Linked DNA regions of Arachis hypogaea: region 1 is linked to region 2. A link is a contact called in public Hi-C data. All regions are on one chromosome and are shown on one strand. Each heading gives the region's core, a stretch centred on a gene start, on an enhancer-like site or on the middle of the called end of the contact. The rest is flanking DNA. Distances are from core to core; before and after follow the strand shown. Region 1 holds the start of LOC112775248. Region 2 has its middle 4.1 kb from the start of LOC140182300.

Region 1 (3,657 bases), core at 851-3,350, 250 kb after region 2:
ACTTATTACGGATTCCATTTTTACCTTTATGCTAAGATAAAATCATCACATTGTACTCACGGTGAGTGAACCAAACGGCCAAAACCTGAAGGGCCTATCACGTTTAGGCTGAAGGCGACCTTCGCAACACACAAGAATCAAATAGTGGTCAAAATGAAACCTATTCAGAATCCCAGAGTAAGCCTCCGGAACAACAATAGTCAATCATGATTTATGACAACTCTATCCAGCTTCTTTGCTACTTCTATATAATTCTGAATTTGACGATACCATGAGAATCTCCTCCCAATCATCTTAAGATCAAATAATCCGTAATCACCCAACGTGGTTACAAATCTATTAACTTCTTTGGCTAGAGAATTGGCCCCCTTTAATCTCATGGAAAAAAAGAACTTCGTTAAAATCTCCAAGCAAAAGCCAGGCCCCTGATATGCTAAAGACTGCATGATAAAGTGATCCCAAAGAATAACTCTATTTTGAAATTGAGGACTTCTATAAATTCTACTACACCGCCAAAACAAATTTTTCAACTGAACTTAAACACTGATTAAAGACATCAATTACGGTACAGCAAGTTCTCGACAAGAAAGAAAGAAACCAAATCTCTCCCTTGGGACCCACAGCCTCCACTATACCAACTGGAGAATATCCAAGATGCTCCCAAAAGAACTTCAGATTATGAAAAGGAGAATGAATTTTAACGATAATAAAGAAAGTATGAGAAAATTTTCTTACTAATTCTCTACAATGCACCCGAACTATCTTATTAGATGCACCCGTAATGTTTCAAATAATGATATTAAGACTATCCATAAAAATCAACTCCAAAAGAAAGAAGAACTAAACAGGGTTCCTAAAACGGCGGACATGTTGATAATCTGGGCTTTTCATGTAAAGTTTCCTTCTCTTGGCCATCCACAACCACCGCTTTCTGGCCTCTGACATTGTAGCCACCGTTTCTCTGCCATCTTTCTCTACTGGTGAATTTTGTAAGGAAAGTGGTCTTTGTCGCTCGCGATAGGAATGGTTTGCAACCTCTCCCTATTTTTGATTGCTCAGTTGGCCTTGGATCATATTCTCTTATTTCCTTTTATGAAAACCCCTAGTTCCGTTGCTCTTGGACACATCCACACGAGAGTGTTGGGATTTGGGCTTGGAATGAGATCATGATGATGGAAAGAAGGGTCCCTTAGATTGGGCTTGCTTTTTGGGCTTTAGACCCACATGAAATTTACCTTTACGTAACATTTATGTCCAACCATACATCTTTTCTGCTTGTGAAGTTTCCACATTATTATCATGCATAACATTTGTCTCAAGTATCGGGGTAGCTTTAGTTACGTGTTCTCTTCCAAGATTTTTGCCAAATTAAAAATTTTCTTTTTCAACATGCCCCGATTTTTTTAAATTTGAACTTGTCGGCTGCTGTGGAACAGTTTGTTCCGTGTCGACATTAGTCATGCCAACCTCCGTCACCTTTCTACTCTTTGCCTTGCACGCCATCATATCATGGCCAAACTTTACACATGACTCACATATTAAATTTAGACTTTCGTACTTCACAATGATCTTCTTAACTACTAGTAAGTCCAAATTAATCTGGACACAAGTACAGACATATCTTCCTCTCTCTGCCATTTTGGTAGCCAAATCAACTTTAATCAGATTTCCTATTGCGGCCACGATACGAAGCATTGCTTGTTTCTAGTAACACTAAATCAAAAGGCTTGAAACTCTAATCCATACCAAAGATAAATCAAAGGATTATTCACAAAGACAAAATTCTCCGTCCCATGATTTTACCGCCACATAATGTCCTTCGATCAACCAAGGACCCTAGCATGACTTTGTCTCGATTCTCAAAAGAGTCGAATTTCACCAAGAAATATCTGACCTCACGTCTAATAATTCAAAACCACTCTTAATCCGTCAAATCACTTTATAGAATTCTGCAGACTACTCTTCACTTTCTTAATAAAGGTAACACTAGATAGCACAGAATTATCTTATTTTTTGTCACGTCTGCCAAATCTTCCTCTCAGTTCAAAAATTTTAATCGTCTTTGTACTCATAACTTTGTCTCTAAAAAAGACCCTAATCGACTTTGAACTTTCTTCATGAAAAAATTTCTCCAAATCTCCTAATGCAAACCTAACCCCACTCTTTCCTTTATCACTTCCGCCCGCAATACCATCTATCTTCTTGTGTTTCGCCCTGGAACCCTCGCTCCGGCTCACACCTTCACTCATGATAGCAAGCGTTATTATTTCCTTATTTGATTCCACGCTTATAAAATTTAGAAGTGTAAATATAATTTTTTTTATTTATTTTAAAAAAAAATCCGGAGAGGAGAGGAGAGAAGTGAGAACTCAGAAGTGAAGAGGGCAGGGAAAGCGAACCGGTGCGAAGTGAAACGAACAGTACAAGTACATGGAGGGACAAGATGAAGCCCAAAGCAGGAACATGGGACACGTCAGCAGCTAGAGAAGACCAGTCGATAGTATGAGAGCGTGTGTTGTACTTCCTCTCTCTCTTCTCCCTCTCCTAGGCCGGCACACCACCAGACACACCCTCTCTCCTCTCCCTCTCTCTCCCACACAGCTCCCTAAATCGCAGGAACAAGCACCAACCCATTCTTGCAACAAAGAATCATATCAAACTCCCAAACACACCACAAAAGTCAATTCTCTTTCTTCCGAGTTCCAATAATCTTCATCGAGATGCAGGTCAACACTGCTCAACCCACAGTCTGACCAACCTAAGCAGATCCCCTCTCTTCCTCTCTAATTTCATTCATCCATCCATCACCAACAATAACAAAACGAACATGACCTCTTCTTCTTCCTATTATTCTAGAAGCTTCTCGGCGAACCCGCGGGACTACAAGCTTCTGGAAGAAGTCGGATTCGGCGCCAGCGCAACCGTCTACCACGCCGTTCACATCCCCTCGAACGAGCAAGTCGCCGTGAAGGTCCTGGATCTGGACCGATGCAACAGCAACTTCGACGACATACGGCGAGAGGCTCAGACCATGAGCCTCATCGATCACCCCAACGTCGTCCGCGCCTTCTGCTCCTTCGTCGTCGACCGGAGTCTCTGGGTGGTTATGCCGTTTATGGACCAAGGCTCCTGCCTACACCTCATGAAGGTCGCATACCCCGACGGCTTCGAAGAAGATGCCATTGGATCCGTACTCAAGGAGACACTCAAGGCTCTTGACTACCTCCACCGCCATGGCCACATCCACCGCGATGTTAAGGCTGGGAATATACTTTTGGATTCCAATGGCGATATCAAACTTGCTGATTTCGGTGTTTCTGCTTGCATGTTTGATGCCGGCGATAGGCAGCGGTCCAGGAACACTTTTGTTGGAACTCCTTGCTGGTTTGATTTCTCAATTCTATTTTCTGTTTTTAATTGTTTCATTTATTTAAGCTAGGGAAGAATTGATTGCTTTTCAAGATTTCAACTGGTTATTAGGATGGTGTTTAGGGTGCTGTATTATTACTCAGAGTATATAGATATGAGATTGATAGGTATGTGTTTATCTTTGTAGGATGGCACCGGAGGTGCTGCAGCCTGGAACTGGTTATAATTTCAAGTGAGTATCTTTAATAATTAATCATTGATCATCATCGTACAATTTTTATCCCCCTT
Region 2 (3,711 bases), core at 231-2,730:
CACGTAGGAGAATTTTTAAAATGGAACAAATTAAACTCAGAAATTGATATGTTCAGATTTTGAAGAGGTCAAAAACCTAAATGTATTTTTAAATTCTCAGAAACTTAAATATTCGTAGACAAAAAAATCAGGGATCAATTTGTCATTTTTTCCTAAATAAATAAAACTTTATATATATATATTTTAAATATCAAATGATAAATATTCAATTTTTTATTTAGAATTAGGAAGATAAACTAGGATTATTAATTATTTTTTATAACTAATTATATAATTTAATACAACTATTCATATAAAATCAAGCCGTAAAGCGAGTCCGTGAGGATCTATATACCATTTTAAGCTTCCATAATTAGGGGGTGGCAAAAGATTAGAGCACCAACCCTTTACGTATGAGCTTTGTTAAAAGATAATAATAATAATAATAATAATAATAATAATAATAATAATAATAATAATAATAATAATGCGTTTGTAATTTGTATGGTAATGGACAATGGTGACTATATTGACTCATGACTAGTGACTAGTAAGATATCAATTAAATGTACAAAGCATGCTCTCAAATATGTTTATTATTGTTAGGTGGGCTATGCTAGGCCCAATTTAGCTTCACGTTGTTCCGAATTCCTAATTGATTCTTGAACCTTAGCCAATCCACGCAAGTTGGGAATAATTTGAATGCATGTACCTTAACTCTTTGTAACTAATTAACTATACATAGATGAATTGATTGTATGCTTAAATTTTATATATAGTTTTAATGTTTTGTTTAATAGCTTTGGTTTGTGTATCTTAGCTTTTTTGTCTTGAAATTTTAAATCTCCTATGGTACTGTCTTGGATAGATTTCATAGACATAAGGCTAACCTTGTCATAATAGACGATTTAAAGGAAAATTATAAAACGAAGAAGTCAATAAACAATAACCTTGCAGTGTTTGTTTATGTTCATTAGATCACCTGCAATTTCTTTTCAGTAATGTGTCTTATCTTAGCAAGATACTAACCACCATCTTGGACTTTCTTCCTTCATAAATCATAAATAATAAAAAATCAATTATGTACAATTACAAGCTGCATGATTGCATCCATTCGTATTTTTTTTCAAAGAAAGAAAAATGAGAGATTAGCTTAATATCTTGTTGCCACTTATGATATTAATTATTTTATTAACTCTATTCATATTTATTTGTGAGCTCAACCATTTCGATACATGCCAAAGTATTGAGATTAGGATAAACTAAATATTGATACTTTTTTTTTGTATTTCTCATTTCGACAGGCCAAAAACTAGTCTCTCACGGATTGGAGCTTTATTTAAGAGTTTATTGTTGGCCAATAAATTGTTGCATACATACTTGCTTAAACAGACTAATAAATTAACTATTAAATCAATCTAGCTTAGTTTAAATATTGATACCTTTGTTACACAGTCACAAGAACTACTGACGAAGATTTTGGAACTTTGGAAGTTGGAACTACCAAGATCCAGTCAACAAAAATAAATCAGCCATTATGGGCTTGATTATGGGTAAAGGCTTAGGAGAGAACCCATTCTCTTTTCTATATCTCAAACTAAAAAATGATAAAACGATAAAAATGAACAAACTTTTCTCAGTTTGTCTCGTGAAAAGTAGGGTATGCCAGCCCAAAAAAATAGGGTGTCCAATGCCGGAGGTAATTACTAACTCCTTCTACGTATATAAAAAAAAATAAATAACCTCCTCCTACTGGTGGAGTTCCCTTTTAGTTTAGGATAATTACTAGGAAGATTCTACGGTAAAATTTCTCCGCATGTGCTCAAGAAGCGTGGCACTAGAGAAGAGACAACACGTGTTAGCCTTGTTTCTATACTTTTAGACAAGTTTTATGTTAAAATTTGTCAACGTTATGAATGCTAATTATATTGGTTTAATTTATTTTTAATGTGATAATTTATTTGTTAGGTTTTATTGGTTTTGAAAAATTTTGACCGTTTTAAATTTTTTGTAAATATTATCCATCACATAGAAATTGGTCCATAAAATAATAAATTAAAACAACAATAATATCCTTCTAAATTAATAATAAAAAAAGAAAGAGTTAAAATATCACCATCTAACTTTTTTTTCTTTCACTGAAATTTTTATTTAAAATTATATTTTTATTTTATATATATATATATATATCCTCATATTTAACTTATATAATAATAAATATATTTTTACCTTTAAAGCAGAGATAAATCCAAAAATTTAGTAGAGGACATGTCAAAAATTAAAATATTATATAGTTAAATATAATATTATATATTTAGTAATATATATAATCATAACTAATATTTTTTAATTAAAAGATACTAATAAGTACTTGTTATATAAAAAAATTATCTTAATTTTTATATATATATTTTTTATTTTAGATTTAATAAAATATAAAAAGTTATCTATTTTTTATTAGTTTATTTTGTTGAATATTATTATAACAGTAAGTTATATTTTTATGTTTCATATCATAAACAAATATGCTATAAAATAATATAAATAAATTATTCTAATAATTTTTATATATATTTAAAATATATTCTTGAATAAAATATATAAAATATAATTATTTTAATGAATTTACTTAATATGTTATAATTTTAATATCATAAAATAAATAAATAAGTTTTAAAATAATTTATTTTCATGCATGTACTTATAAAGATTTTTTTGTTATTATAAATATTAAAGTATTTTTATATGATAATACGTATGAGCATTAAGAGAAAAAATATTTAAAAAGAGAAAAAAAGTTTAAATTTTAAAAATTTAAAAAAATTATTTAATAAAAAAGATTAAAAATAATATTTATCTTAATTTAAAAATTATTACTTATTTTTGAATTTAATAATTTAATTATTTATCTAAAATAGTTAGTTACTCTATTTTAAAAATAAAATTATATAATATATAATAACTTTAAATACTTAAAACCATCAACTTTGTTCAAAAAAGTTATGTTTGCTCTCTTTTAAATTTGTCCCTGCTTCAAAGAAATCATTTATTCAAAATGAATGACTAATGTTATTTTTATTCTGTTTCTTTTTGTTTTTGGGTTTATATTTTTTTATGAAATTAGATAAAAATCTATTGAATAATTAAAATTTTTGCTAGAACATTTTGGTTTTGTTAAATATAATTTTTTTAAAATATGTTTCATCTAATTTAACAAAACCAAAATTTTTCAGCACAAATTTTAATTATCCAATAAGCTTTTATCTACTAATTTCATGAAAAAATATAAATTCAAAAATAAAAAAATATAATAAAAATAATACTAGTGATTAGTTTTAAATAATTTTTTTAAAAACAAAAAATCTTTATTTTTATTATTATACAAATTAAATATGAGAATATATATATATAAATAAAAATTTCGGAAACAAAAAAAAAGATTTGGGTGATGATACCCTAACTCTTTATTATTATTATTATTATTATTATTATTATTATTATTATTATTATTATTATTATTATTATTATTATTATTATTATTATTATTATTATTATTATTATTATTATTATTATTATTATTATTATTATTATTATTATTATTTTTTTTTTTTTTTTTTTTTTTTTTTTTTTTTTTTTTTTTTTTTTTTTTTTTTTTTTTTTTTTTTTTTTTTTTTTTTTTTTATTATTTTATTATTATTATTATTATTATTATTATTATTATTATTAATTATT

The links. A called contact is a pair of places that touch in the nucleus more often than the background predicts.
Region 1: a Hi-C map of leaf shows a contact between it and region 2, with 2.1 times the contacts expected there. The contact joins the promoter of LOC112775248 here to the enhancer-like site in region 2. A contact is called at or near these places in 3 of 8 Hi-C or Micro-C datasets (leaf and an unstated tissue).

The regions. Positions count from the first base shown.
Region 1 is chr19:99,476,132-99,479,788 of arahy.Tifrunner.gnm2.J5K5, forward strand. LOC112775248 reads left to right here and starts at 2,101. Exons shown (of 20, transcript XM_025818763.3): 1 at 2,101-3,384; 2 at 3,557-3,601. The coding sequence starts at 2,828.
Region 2 is chr19:99,224,706-99,228,416 of arahy.Tifrunner.gnm2.J5K5, forward strand. No RefSeq gene overlaps it. Among protein-coding and RNA genes, the nearest start is that of LOC140182300, 4.1 kb to the left of the region's middle. Within about 2 kb of position 1,481, at least 3 of the 3 cell types and tissues checked have open chromatin away from gene starts, as enhancers often do.